2 separate regions of the Mus musculus genome follow, and region 2 is linked to region 1. A link is a contact called in public Hi-C data. All regions are on one chromosome and are shown on one strand. Each heading gives the region's core, a stretch centred on a gene start, on an enhancer-like site or on the middle of the called end of the contact. The rest is flanking DNA. Distances are from core to core; before and after follow the strand shown. Region 1 overlaps Plekha7 (pleckstrin homology domain containing, family A member 7). Region 2 overlaps Pik3c2a (phosphatidylinositol-4-phosphate 3-kinase catalytic subunit type 2 alpha).

What was found. Hi-C and Micro-C count contacts between places; a contact is called where the count stands out from the background.
Region 2: a Hi-C map of CD4 T cells shows a contact between it and region 1, with 3 times the contacts expected there. The contact joins two enhancer-like sites. A contact is called at or near these places in 3 of 484 Hi-C or Micro-C datasets (CD4 T cells, erythroblasts and nephron progenitors) and 1 of 9 other capture datasets (adipose tissue).

Annotation. Positions count from the first base shown.
Region 1 is chr7:116,228,044-116,233,891 of GRCm38.p6, reverse strand. The region is part of intron 3 of Plekha7 (pleckstrin homology domain containing, family A member 7); the gene reads left to right. Among named protein-coding and RNA genes, the nearest start is that of Gm44867, 61 kb to the left of the region's middle. Within about 2 kb of position 2,476, at least 67 of the 459 cell types and tissues checked have an H3K27ac peak or open chromatin away from gene starts, as enhancers often do.
Region 2 is chr7:116,407,142-116,412,989 of GRCm38.p6, reverse strand. The region is part of intron 2 of Pik3c2a (phosphatidylinositol-4-phosphate 3-kinase catalytic subunit type 2 alpha); the gene reads left to right. Among named protein-coding and RNA genes, the nearest start is that of Gm40453, 25 kb to the left of the region's middle. Within about 2 kb of position 3,364, at least 71 of the 459 cell types and tissues checked have an H3K27ac peak or open chromatin away from gene starts, as enhancers often do.

The DNA of each region.
Region 1 (5,848 bases), core at 1,227-3,726:
CCGTTGCTTCCCACAACCCAGTGTGCACTGAGGTCTGAAGTTCCCCAAATGTTAGAGAGGGAAAAAAAATGTCAGCAAGAAGAAAGGAACAGAACACCTGGGGAAGACAACGGCTTGTGGCTGGTAGTGGTTTCAACTTGGAGTTGCTCACTAACATTGAGTTATGTTCATAGCCTCCAATTCATTTTTGTTAGTTTGGAAGTATGCTCCTAAGAAAAGGCTGCCGCCTTGTGGGCTATTCTCTCTTAACGATCCGAGCAACATTATAAAGGTGTGACTCGAAGCCATGCATTCTGAGTTGGAAGGAAAAGTAACAGCAACTGCTGGGCCTCCCTCCAGGCACAGGAAGTTAGGAGCTCTAGAAGGATGGAGATTCCACAGCCTGCTGTTGGGTCCTCACCTCACAGCAGCCTGATGATGTCATCAGATCAGGTGCCCGTCCTTCATCTTACAGCAGGGTGCAGTGACTTGCCTGACGCCAGGTGTCCAGATCTGTGCTGGTGACACATGGGCAGTGTCAGGTCTGGCCTGGCTCAGCAGCAGGCAGTCTTGTTTAATTATTTTTTTTCAATTATATGTTGTAAAACTTAAATATTACAGAAGGAGATAAAGAGGGAGAACTGTGGATACGAGTGGAGATAAGCACTTTGCATTTCGGTGGAGTGTTTTAAACTTTTTTTTCTCTTGAGGAAGATGGGAGCATTTGTTTTTGTTGGGGGAGATTGGGTTGTTATCCGTCTCTGGGCAGCTATAGTTTTGTAAGCCTTTCTTCCTTACGAAGTCAGATCACCCTTGACTCAGCACTGTGGGCAGAGAGGAAGGTGATCAAGAGATTCAGAGCTGAGGCTGTGTGTGCTCTGCCAGTGACTGCAGACGCACAGTGTGCATTGGCTGGTTTTATGTGTCAACTTGACACAAGCTAGAGAGGAAGGAGCCTCAGTTGAAATGCCTCCGTGAGATCCAGCTGTAAGGCGGTTTCTCAATTAGTGATCAATGGGGAGGGCCCAGCCCATTGTGGGTAGGGTCACCCTTGGGCTAGTGGCCATAAGAAAGCAGGCTGAGCAAGCCACGGGGAGCAGTTCAGTAAACAGCATATCTCCACGGCCTCTGCATCAGCTCCTGCCTCCAGGTTCCAGCCCTGCTTGAATTCCTGTCCTGATTCCCTCAAATGAAACCCAATAAACCCTTTCTTCCCCAATTTGCTTTTTTGATCATGGTATTTTGTTGAACCAATAGAAACCCACACTAAGGCACAGTGACAGCCATTATCCACTGCTCACCTCTGCTTCAGGTGCTCCATGGATGGCCCACATGCTGTCCCTAGTTGGCCTTGAGAACTGGCTACTGTCCGTTTTATAATTGTAGGAACCCAGAGATTGAATGCCTTGCCTAAGGTGATAAAGTCTAAGGTATAAACCCAAGCTGACATTCAAGTCTAGATTGTCTCATTACAGACTCAACTAGATACCTTCCCCAGCGACTCCAACTGTAGCAAAGCCCAGAGCTCTCAAATCGCATGGTCTTTGAGACTGAAGGAGCTGGCATTCATCCTTCCATATTTTTCCTCTTTGGTGTTAATTCTAGTTGTCTACACGTCTGAGGGGTCTTCATATAACCTGCTCAACTGCACATAGAAAATATTTGGAAAGTATTATTTATCCAAAACATGTGTAGACACCCCCCCATACTTGTTATCCCCTGAAAAGTACAGTATAGCAAGTTTACACAACATTTCCATTGCAGAGCTATTTAAAGCAATCTATAGGTAGATTAAAGCATATGGGAGGAATGGGGAGGGGCTGATATTGTGCCGTTTCATGTAGGTGGCTGCCTCAGGAGGTCCTGGAACCAATCCCCTGAGACACTGAGGGGTAACTAAACTATGTCGGGTGACATTCGGGCCTTTTTTCCTTGGTTTTCAAGACAGGGTTTCCCTGTGTAGCTCTGGCTGTCTGGAACCCGCTCTGTAAACCAGGCTGGCCTCAAACTCACAAGAGGTCCACCTGGAATTAAAGACGTGAGCCACCACACTCCACTGACATTTGTCTTTTTAAAGACATTCTCAGCTTGGCTTATTCTGCTTGTTTGGGTTACTCAATGATATATCAGACTCTGAGAACTGGAAGGGATTGACAAGTCTATTAGTGGGGAAACTGAGTTTCAGAACTGACCGAGCATACAGAACCATTTCTAGTTGATCCAGGACCAGAACTTAGGCTCCCCTCCTATCCGTGACCCAGGGGTGTCTGTCATACAGGGCACATACTTTTATTTTAGGGGTATTTCTCACATAGGTTTGAAGAACAACACAGCTAAAACGTTAAACTCCTCATTTGTCGTTTATCATCACTTTGGATGTGGTTAGAGTCTATACTGTCTATTTAGAGAAAAAAAGTGGAAGTACGGGTTGGGCAGGGCCTTGGCTGAGATTTCAGAGGCGGTGTGTGGGTGAGCTGTGTGTGGTAAGTGCTCTCCCAGTGAGGGACTTGCCCAGCTGCCTTTAGTATTTCAGGGACCGGAAGAAGGAAGTGGCTCTGGTGAACATATTCTGTTTCCTGGGTGCCTTACCCATGAGTCAATGAGTGAGAGTGGGCTCATTGTGTGTGTTCAGAAAGCCCAAGGTCAGAGAGCAAGGGGAAATGGAGCTGGGGTTCAGGTCTCAGCTTGCTCTCATTTCCCACAGGTTGTATGCTGGGGAGCCCGCCATCCTCGAGGCTCTGAAGTCTGTTAGGACCTGACTGCTCCAGTACCCGGCTCAGGTGGCAATGGAGGAGGCTGGGTTGCTAGGCTGCCATCATAGCCTGTTAGTTTAAAGCTTCCTTTTGATAGTCTTTCAAAGACTGGAATTTATCAAATCTGACTCATGCAGTTAAGTGATAGAGAACACTTATCCTGCTGCCATGTGCCTGGCGTTCACATTGTGTGGTGACGCCACAAGGCTCCAGGAAAACGTGGTCTGTGCCTGTCAGTTTCTTTAAAGGGCAGTTGTCACATGCCTTTTGAGACCCAGTCATATGCCTGCATTTTCAGCATTCAGATAATCAACCAGAGCCTATGCACTTAGAGCAGCCAGGGGAGGAAGAAGAGGAGGAAGAGGAAGAGGAAGAGTGAGCTGCTGCCTCCTTAGCTGAAGAGACCCAGAGCTGTAGACTGTAGAGGGAAAGAACCATCGGGGTCTGCTTTGGGGATGCAGGCCAGAACAATGGGTCTAAGGTTTGTCCCCTTCCTAGCCCTGCCAAGAAAGTGCTGCCACTTCCGGGTGTAGTGGCACTGACCAGAGTGTGCCTCATCCTTGTCGGGGTAGTGTCTTGCTGACCAGAGTGTACCTCATTACAATGATTAGCTCACATCACCAGCACAGAATAAATGGTTTCACTGTGACGTTTCCATAGTGCCTGCCACCTTGCTCTCATTGTCTTAAACATGAAGCATCACTGTCCGTGTGCTACACATAGGTGCTGTGACAGCTGGACCCAATGGCCCTAAGACGCCCAGGTTCTAGTCCCAGAACCCATGGGCGTGCTGACTGTCTAGGTAATGTGGAAGGGAAGGGCTTTGGATTACCTGGTGCCCAGAGAGCCAGAGCCTCAGGAGAGGAGGTGTGTCACGTGGTTGGAGGGATGTGGGCTCTGACTCTGGGAACATGGGCAGCCTCTGCGGAGTGACAGAGGTAGGGATGATTTTTGCCCTCACCCTTCCGGTCAATGGAGCAGACTTCATATTTGTGATCTCTGGAGCTTTACACGCACGAGCGTGGGTATGCGGGGTATGTCTGTGTGGACGAGTTTTAGTTACTCTTCTACTGGTGGGCCTTTATCTATACTATATACATTTATTAATCCATAGAGGAAGTCAGGCTTGTTTATGAGAAAAGTAAGGTGTGCAGTAAACTGTCTTTTTGTAAGAATAAAAAATTAAATTTAGTAAAATTTAGACCTTTTAAAATTTATTATTGATACTATTATTTTGAGATAGAGTCTTAGTATTTGGCCCAGGTTGGCCTCAAACTCACACTTCTAGCCCAGTGGTTCTCAACCTGTGGGTGGAGAACCCTTTGGGAAGGTTGTTGAACAACCCTTTCACAAGGGTAGCACATCAGATATCCTGCACTATTGTTTTTTTTTTTTTTTTAGATTTATTTATTTATTATATGTAAGTACACTGTAGCTGTCTTCAGACACAGCAGAAGAGGGCATCAGATCTTGTTACAGATGGTTGTGAGCCACCATGTGGTTGCTGGGATTTGAACTCCAGACCTTCAGAAGAGCAGTCGGGTGCTCTTACACACTGAGCCATCTCACCAGCCCCTGCACTATTGTTTATAACAGTAGCAAGAAATGTAAATGAAGAAAATACCTAATTAAAAAAAATATATAAAAGATTCTGTGTGTGTGTGTGTGTGTGTGTGAGAGAGAGAGAGAGAGAGCGAGAGAGAATATATATGTCTGTGGTGGCCAGAGGCATTGGATACTGGTGGAGCTAGGGTTATAGGTGCCTGTGAGCAGCCACCCAGAGTGGGTTGATGACGGAAACCAACCACACTCACGTTCTCTGTAAGAGCAGGGTGGCTGTTAACCTCACAGCCATCTCCAGCCTTGCAAATGCTTTTTGTCACATTGATTTCTATATTCTAGTAAGTAGACCTCCCAACCGAAAAAGTGAATTGTTTTGTGTGAGGGTGGTGGTGGTGGTGGTGGTGGTGGTGGTGGTGGTGTTGGTGTGTGTGTGTGTGTGTGTGTGTCCTCCACATGACATGGTTATATGTAGATCAGAGGACATCTTGTGTGAGTTGGGTCTGTCATTCCATCATGTAGGCCCTGGTCTAGAACTCAGGTTGGGGTTGGTGGCGAATGCCTTTGCCTACTGAACTATCATCTCCCCAGCCTAGCCCTCTGTTTATATATTGCAGACCCCTATCCTCATGTGACATTTAACACAATTTATAAGAAACTATATTATTGACTTAGTATGTTTGTGGGTTTTTTCACTTATGTGTTTTTTAGACATGGTTGTACTACACAGTCCTGGCTGGCTTGGAGGTAGCTATATAGCTGGCCTTGCATTTTCTGCAGTCTGCTTGCTTCAGTTACAGCGTGCTGGGATGATGGGTGTGTGTCGCCGTGCTGGTCTGGGTTAGTTTTGTGAGGCTTCCTTCTTCACTAGATAGTGCCATTTGTGCTGTCTTCAGTCAGTTTGTAGTAGCCTGACATGAAGCAATATAGACAGATACTAAGCATTACAACAGTCAGACACACAGCCAGCCTCTGTGGTCAAGGGAGGCAGACAAGCGAGCAGCCAGGTTACATACTGTGGTGAGGCCGCAGCTGGACTGAATAGCCAGGGTTTTAGGAGCCCTGAAGGATGGTTGGAAAGGAGGTGGGAAGATCCTTACTACTTCATGAAGAGCCTATTCAAGATCCCCTAAGTAAGATATGAAGGCAGGGTGGAGCTACCAGCCACTTCACACAGACAGAGACACTTCCTCCTAGGCTAATATGGCCCACCTCTCACCTTCTGGCTGAAGTCCCATTTTCAGACCAAAACCTGTGGCCTTTTGTTGGTAGGAAACACTGGGCCTGAGATTTGAACCGAGGCCCAGAGCCCAAATTCTGAACATGCCTCTGTGGGAAGATGATGGCACCCAAATGTAAGAGAGTAGAGTGTGACCCTTGGTCACCCAGCTTTGTCAAGAGCAGCTGGGGCTATTTATAGGGCTCTCCGAGAGGTCAGACCTGTTGATATTGGCCCTCCCTCTTAGAAGAAGGGGGAGAGATGCATCAATGGCCCCTCACCTGAGATCCCAGACAGTCCCTCCTGGACCTTCTGGCTATTTGTATGTAATTCTACT
Region 2 (5,848 bases), core at 2,115-4,614, 180 kb before region 1:
ATTTCCTCAAATTGCTCTTTGGTCTCCACACACACATTGGCTGGAGTGTGTGAGCACACACAAAATTTTAGATGATTTACAAATGAAGTTAATGTAATTTTAAAGCCAAATGAGGTGTTGTGATTAGGGAGAGTTATGGATGAAGTAAGACTGGCCACTTGATAATAGCTGTTGAAGCCAGATAGCCAGGCATTTTACATTATTTTCCTTTTGTGTGTATTTCAGATTTTCCATAGTAACATTTTATTTGTCCAGGGGAAGGGAAGGGAATTACTTGTTAAAAGCAAAGATCTGGTGTCAGGATGTTTGGAAGTAATAAGCTCCTTGTTACAGAAGATACTCAAACATGTACTAGAAAGCCAGCTCCATAGATCTGCTTGCATGTCATTATGCCCTGCACAAAGCTCAGGCCACTCAATTCTCATTTGGAATTAGGATGAAATAATGTGGAGTTTGAAGGGAAAAATAGTTTTTCAAAACTTCTCCTAAATTCTCCTGATGATACCTAACTCCCTTGAACTCTCTTGATGGAGGACTTGAAAGTTTTCTTACTCCTTAGAGGAGTCTATGAAGCTAGGGGTGTGGGAAGACAGATAGCAAACTAGAGCACTCTGGGAATAGTTTCTGTAAGGCCACTAAACCATGATTAGATTGCAAAGACTAGTCACTTTCCAGCCTTGCCTTGATGAGGAAAAGAGTATGATATTTATGAATGTCTGCCTCTGTGAATCTTTTCCTGCTTGTTTTAAATATCAGTACCTTCCTGATATTTTCCTGTGTGGTTTCCTTCAGAAAGCATTGTGACAAAATGATGAGAATAAGTAGTTTCCTGAATATAAGGTTTGCCGCTGTCTGAGCCATCTGGTCTAGTAGTTGTCACAAACTTCAGAGATTAACTATTGAAGCTGCTCCGCATAAGCAGGGTTTGTTGTTTCTTTGCCCTGTTGGTGACAAGGATTGATCCTAAGGTCTCACACCTGCTAGATAAGTGTCCTACCACTGAGCTGCCTCCCTAGTCCTTTTGTATGTATCCCTAGCCTTTTAAAAGTTTTTCATTCTAGCTAAGGCTTCAGACTTCTGCTATCCCCTTTCCTTAGCTTCCCATGTGTTGAGATTACCAGTGTGAACCATCACACCTGACTTCGGGCAGTGTCATGTTTTAAATTAGTTAAATTGAGGTAGGATTAAAGAATAAGGAAACGGGTTAGTGAGAACTGTAGGTCAAAGCCAAGTAGGTAAAAGTAGCACAATTAGCTGACCTTAGCTAGTGCTGAGCACCCACGGCTTGACTGGTAGCACACCATTTACCCTGAAGTAGCTTAATCTATCTGCCAGGCCTTAGAGTAACTGCATGTGGCTGAGTAGGCATAATGTTGTTTATCCTCCTATTGTACACAACTATTGGAGCACATTCTCAGAGGGGTGCCAGCAAACCTGTGTCATAAAAAAGAAGTCTTCAGGATCTACAAGTTAAGGCATCTGAGACCTGTTGACAAAATTACATTTTTTCCCCAGAAAAAGAGAATATTAATTATATTTAAAGTTACTATTTTGGTCTGAAGGATTTTTATTTGTTTGTTTGTCTGGTTGGTTGGTTTGGTCTTTTTGTGGTAGTTTTGCTAATGCTATATAGGCTAGGATGGCATGGTACTTGATCCTCCTCTCTCTGCTTCCCCAAGACTGGGATTAACAGACTCGCAATACCATGCCTGGCCTTGATCACATTTCTTAACTTATGAACTAGTCATACTAGATATTTATGAGATCCCTTTATTTAAAATAACATAATATATAATATTACATATGTATATAATATAAAGTTTCGAAAGTTGCCATTTAAAAGAGGATGCTAGCTTTTTTGTAGGGTGTGTGTGTGTGTGTGTGTGTATTGTTGTGGTGGTGGTGGTGGTAGTTGTGCTTGTGCTAGGGATTGAAGACAGTGCATTGTGCATGCTACTGAGCTGCATTCCTTAGGAGGTTTTGTATTTTGAATGTGTATTTTCAAACTAATGCATAGAATAGGATCTCTGGAAAGGTATGGTGTTCTTGTAAAGCAATGAAATAGTAGTATAACAAATTTTCAATCCTATTAAATATTTTAAGTTTTCCTTTGTGTATGTTAGGGTAATAAAACAGTGCGAGATTTGTGTTAAGACAAGTGTTTGCTGCTGAAAGTTATATTTTATAGAAAATGCCCAAATCAAGCAGATTCTACCTTTTTTCCATGTAAATTAAGAGACTAGTATAGTAACTTAGTTTTACATCTCAGTATCCATAAAAGTATAACAAGTTCAGATGGGGAAGAAAATTCAAATAGGAAAGTTTAATAATCTAATTATCTACAAGGAATCTATAGCTATTTCATAATAGTGATACAGGTTGCAAACATAATTATTAGAAGCATTCAATCTAAGTTTGATGTACAAAAAAGATTTTCATATCAAAGTTTCAAGCCTAGTTCCTAAAAAGTTTTAAATTTTAATTTACTATTTGTGTATATGTAAATGTGCATGAGTTTCTGCAGGAGTCCATTCTCCTTCTATATGAATCCCATGTATCTAACTCAGGTGGTTAGACTTGGCAGTAAGCACCGTTACCTTCTAAGTTATCTTACCTATCCCTTACTAATGTTTTTGAGATAGGGACTTGATATGTAGTTCAGGCTAGCCTCACTCTTTTTTTTTTCTTTTAAGATTTATATATTTTAGAAATGTGAGTACATATTCAGTGTCTTCAGACACACCAGAAGAGGGTATTGGATTCCATTACAAATGGTTTTGAGTCACCATGTGGTTGTGGTTGCTAGGAATTGAACTCCAGGACCTCTGGAAGAACAGTCAGTGCTCTTAACTGCTGAGCCATCTCTCCAGCCCCCAATCTTTTCTAGATACCAAGATCTCATAAAGTTTGTGAAATCTTATGCTGATTTTACTTGTACACTGTGAATTCAATCCCCAGAACCTGTGTAGAGATGGAAAGAGAGAACTGACCCCACAGTGTTGTCCTCTGACCTCCACACATGCACAGTGACATTCATGTGCACACGTGTGCACGCGCACGCACACACACACACACACACACACATACTGACATCATACATATGTATTATAATAAGAAAGTTTGGTTATGTAACCCAAAAGGTTAAAAAAAAAAAAAAGGTAAAGAGAGCACCAATTATGGGCAGGTTTTGGAAAACATTGGAGTGGGTCTTTCATGTGCTCACATACTGCTCAGTCTCAGCCTACTCACAAGTATTTCCCTGAAGCTTATGCTTTCTGTTGGGAAACAGCATTGCAAATACCTATTCTCTATAATTACTGCATGTACTTATGTGTTCATTTCCTGTTAGAAATTCTGTGTGTTAAAAACCCCACTCTAACGGATATTTTTCTCCTTACTCAGCAGGCCTACTTCCTGCTTCCTCTTAGTGTCTTTTGTTTGGTTAATAATAATCTAAATACTTAAGTGCAGTTTTTGTGTGAGATCAAAACCAGGAAAGGAACAGCTTTAAAAAGCTGTTTTGGTACTTTAAGCTTAAATCAGATGTGGTGGTCAATAACTGTTTTAGTTAATTTGAACAGATTTCAGATATTTTAGAGGAGAGATTAGATGGCATTCATAAAAGTGGTTTTGAAAGTTGGATATGATAGCACATAATTAAAATATTTGAGGCTAGAGAGATGGCTCCATGGTTAAGAGCATTTATTGTCCTTCAGAGGACCTGGTTTGGTTCCCAGCATCCATGTGGTAACTGACAGCTATCTGTAACAGAAATGTTTTGAATACTTGGTCATAGGCAGTGGCACTGTTAGGAATTGTGGTCTTGTTGGAGGAAGTGTGTCACTATAGAGGTGGGCTTTGAGGTCTCCATATGCTCAACCTATGCCCAGTGTGGCACAGTCTCCTGCTACCTGTAGATCAAGATATAAACTCTCAGCTCCTTCTCTAGCACCTTTGTTTGCCTGTTCACCACCGTGTTTCCCATCATGATTATAATAGACTAAACCTCTGAAACTGTAAGCTAGCCTCAGTTAAATGTTTTCCTTTATAAGAGTTGCTGTGGTCATGGTGTCTCTTCACAGCAATAAAACTTTTAACTAAGACATTCCAGTTCCAGGGCATTTGATTCCCTCTTCTGGCCTCCTCAGGCACCAGGCATTAATAAGTATGCAGGTAGAAAATACATGTACTTAAAATAAAAATGATAATAGTTAAAATAAATACAAATCCCAGTACTTGGAACACTAAGAAGATCAAGGCAGTGTCTGAGGCCAGCCTAGATTATATAGTGAATTTGGGGTTAGCCTGTACTGTAGTATAGCAACATTCTATTTTAGAAACAACAATGTGGTTTTATAAGTGTGTCACTTGATGTTTCTAAAAGTTTATTAGCAGCCTAACTTTATATATTATTGGCAGAATGTCCAACATCAATTTCATTTTATTTCTTTGAGGCAAGGTCTCATGTACCCTTGAACTCATCGTACAGCTGCTAGACCTTAACTCCTGACTTCCTCCCTCTACCTCCCAAATGCCGGGATTATAAGCATGCTATTTTCAGCCATTTCTTACCTTACCCCTCCTTTTCCCTCATTAATTTTAAAGAAGAAAGATTCAAAATATTCTTATTGTATAGGAAGCAATGCATTTAGTTCTGAAAAGTAATATATTTAGAATGCATTTGCTATAGGTTTTTTTTTTCAGAATTGCTTTTATCCCATTTAATTTCTGAGTAATGTATGAGGAACTTTAAAACTTGTATTGGCATGTAGTTTTCCCATACAGTATATAAATATATTTTTTTCCAAGACAAGGTTTCACTCTGTAGCCAATGCTGGGTGGTTTCCTAATTATATACCCTGGGCTGACTTGTAGAATCCTCCTGCTGTAGTCTCAGTAGTCTTATATCCAATGCTAAGATTATAGGTGTGGGCCACTAGGTATGGCTTCCCTTTTAATATTCTTTTGTTGTTTTGAGTCAGGGTTTCTCTATGTAATCCTGACTGGCCAGGAACTTTTTGTATAGACCATGATTGCCTTGAACTCACAGAGCTCTACCTGCTTCTGTCTCTGTAAAGTGCTAAGAGTACTGCGATTAAAGGTGTGTGCCACTGGTCCCAACCCATGCAGTATTCTTGACATTTTTTTTTTTTTAAATCAGAGAATATACTGATAGATTTTTGTTCTAAAATATATCCCATTTCTTCTAAGGGCCAATGCCCTCACAGATGCTTTGTATGGATACAGCAGGGAAGTTATCCTAGTTCAGCTTTCCTAGCAATCCTGAACAAACTTTTCTTACATTTAAAAGAGACCTTTAACAGTATAACAGGTTTTATGGTAAATACTGAATATCCTGTACAAGTGTCCTGTTTTAGTGAAACTGCAATTTCAGGAGTAGATCTCAGCCCACAGTGTTAAACTGATGGAACTGCATACAAAGCATCTTGAAGATATTGGCCCTTAGAAGCACTTTTGTCACCTGGTTAGCCAAAAGGTCTACATTCTTTAATGTGGGTCCATTATTCAACAGTCTTTAAGGGAGTAAATGACCCTAAAGAACATCCATCCCAAAACAGAAAGACAGACAAGCTCCAAAGGATTGAAGACCATGAAGTGAAGGGTGAATGAGGATGCATATTTAACTGTTAGGTTTGGTTTCTGTGGTAATTTTGTCTTTGAGATAGGGTCTAACTCTGTAGAACCCAGGCTGGCCTGGAATTTCAGATTCTCCTGCCAGTTGAGAGCCATGATGCCTAGCTGAATTTTTATTGTAAGGATCTATTTTTGTTTTAGTTAGAGTTTTTGTTCATGTTGCCCTTAAATTATTTATTTAAGCATCTTTGTA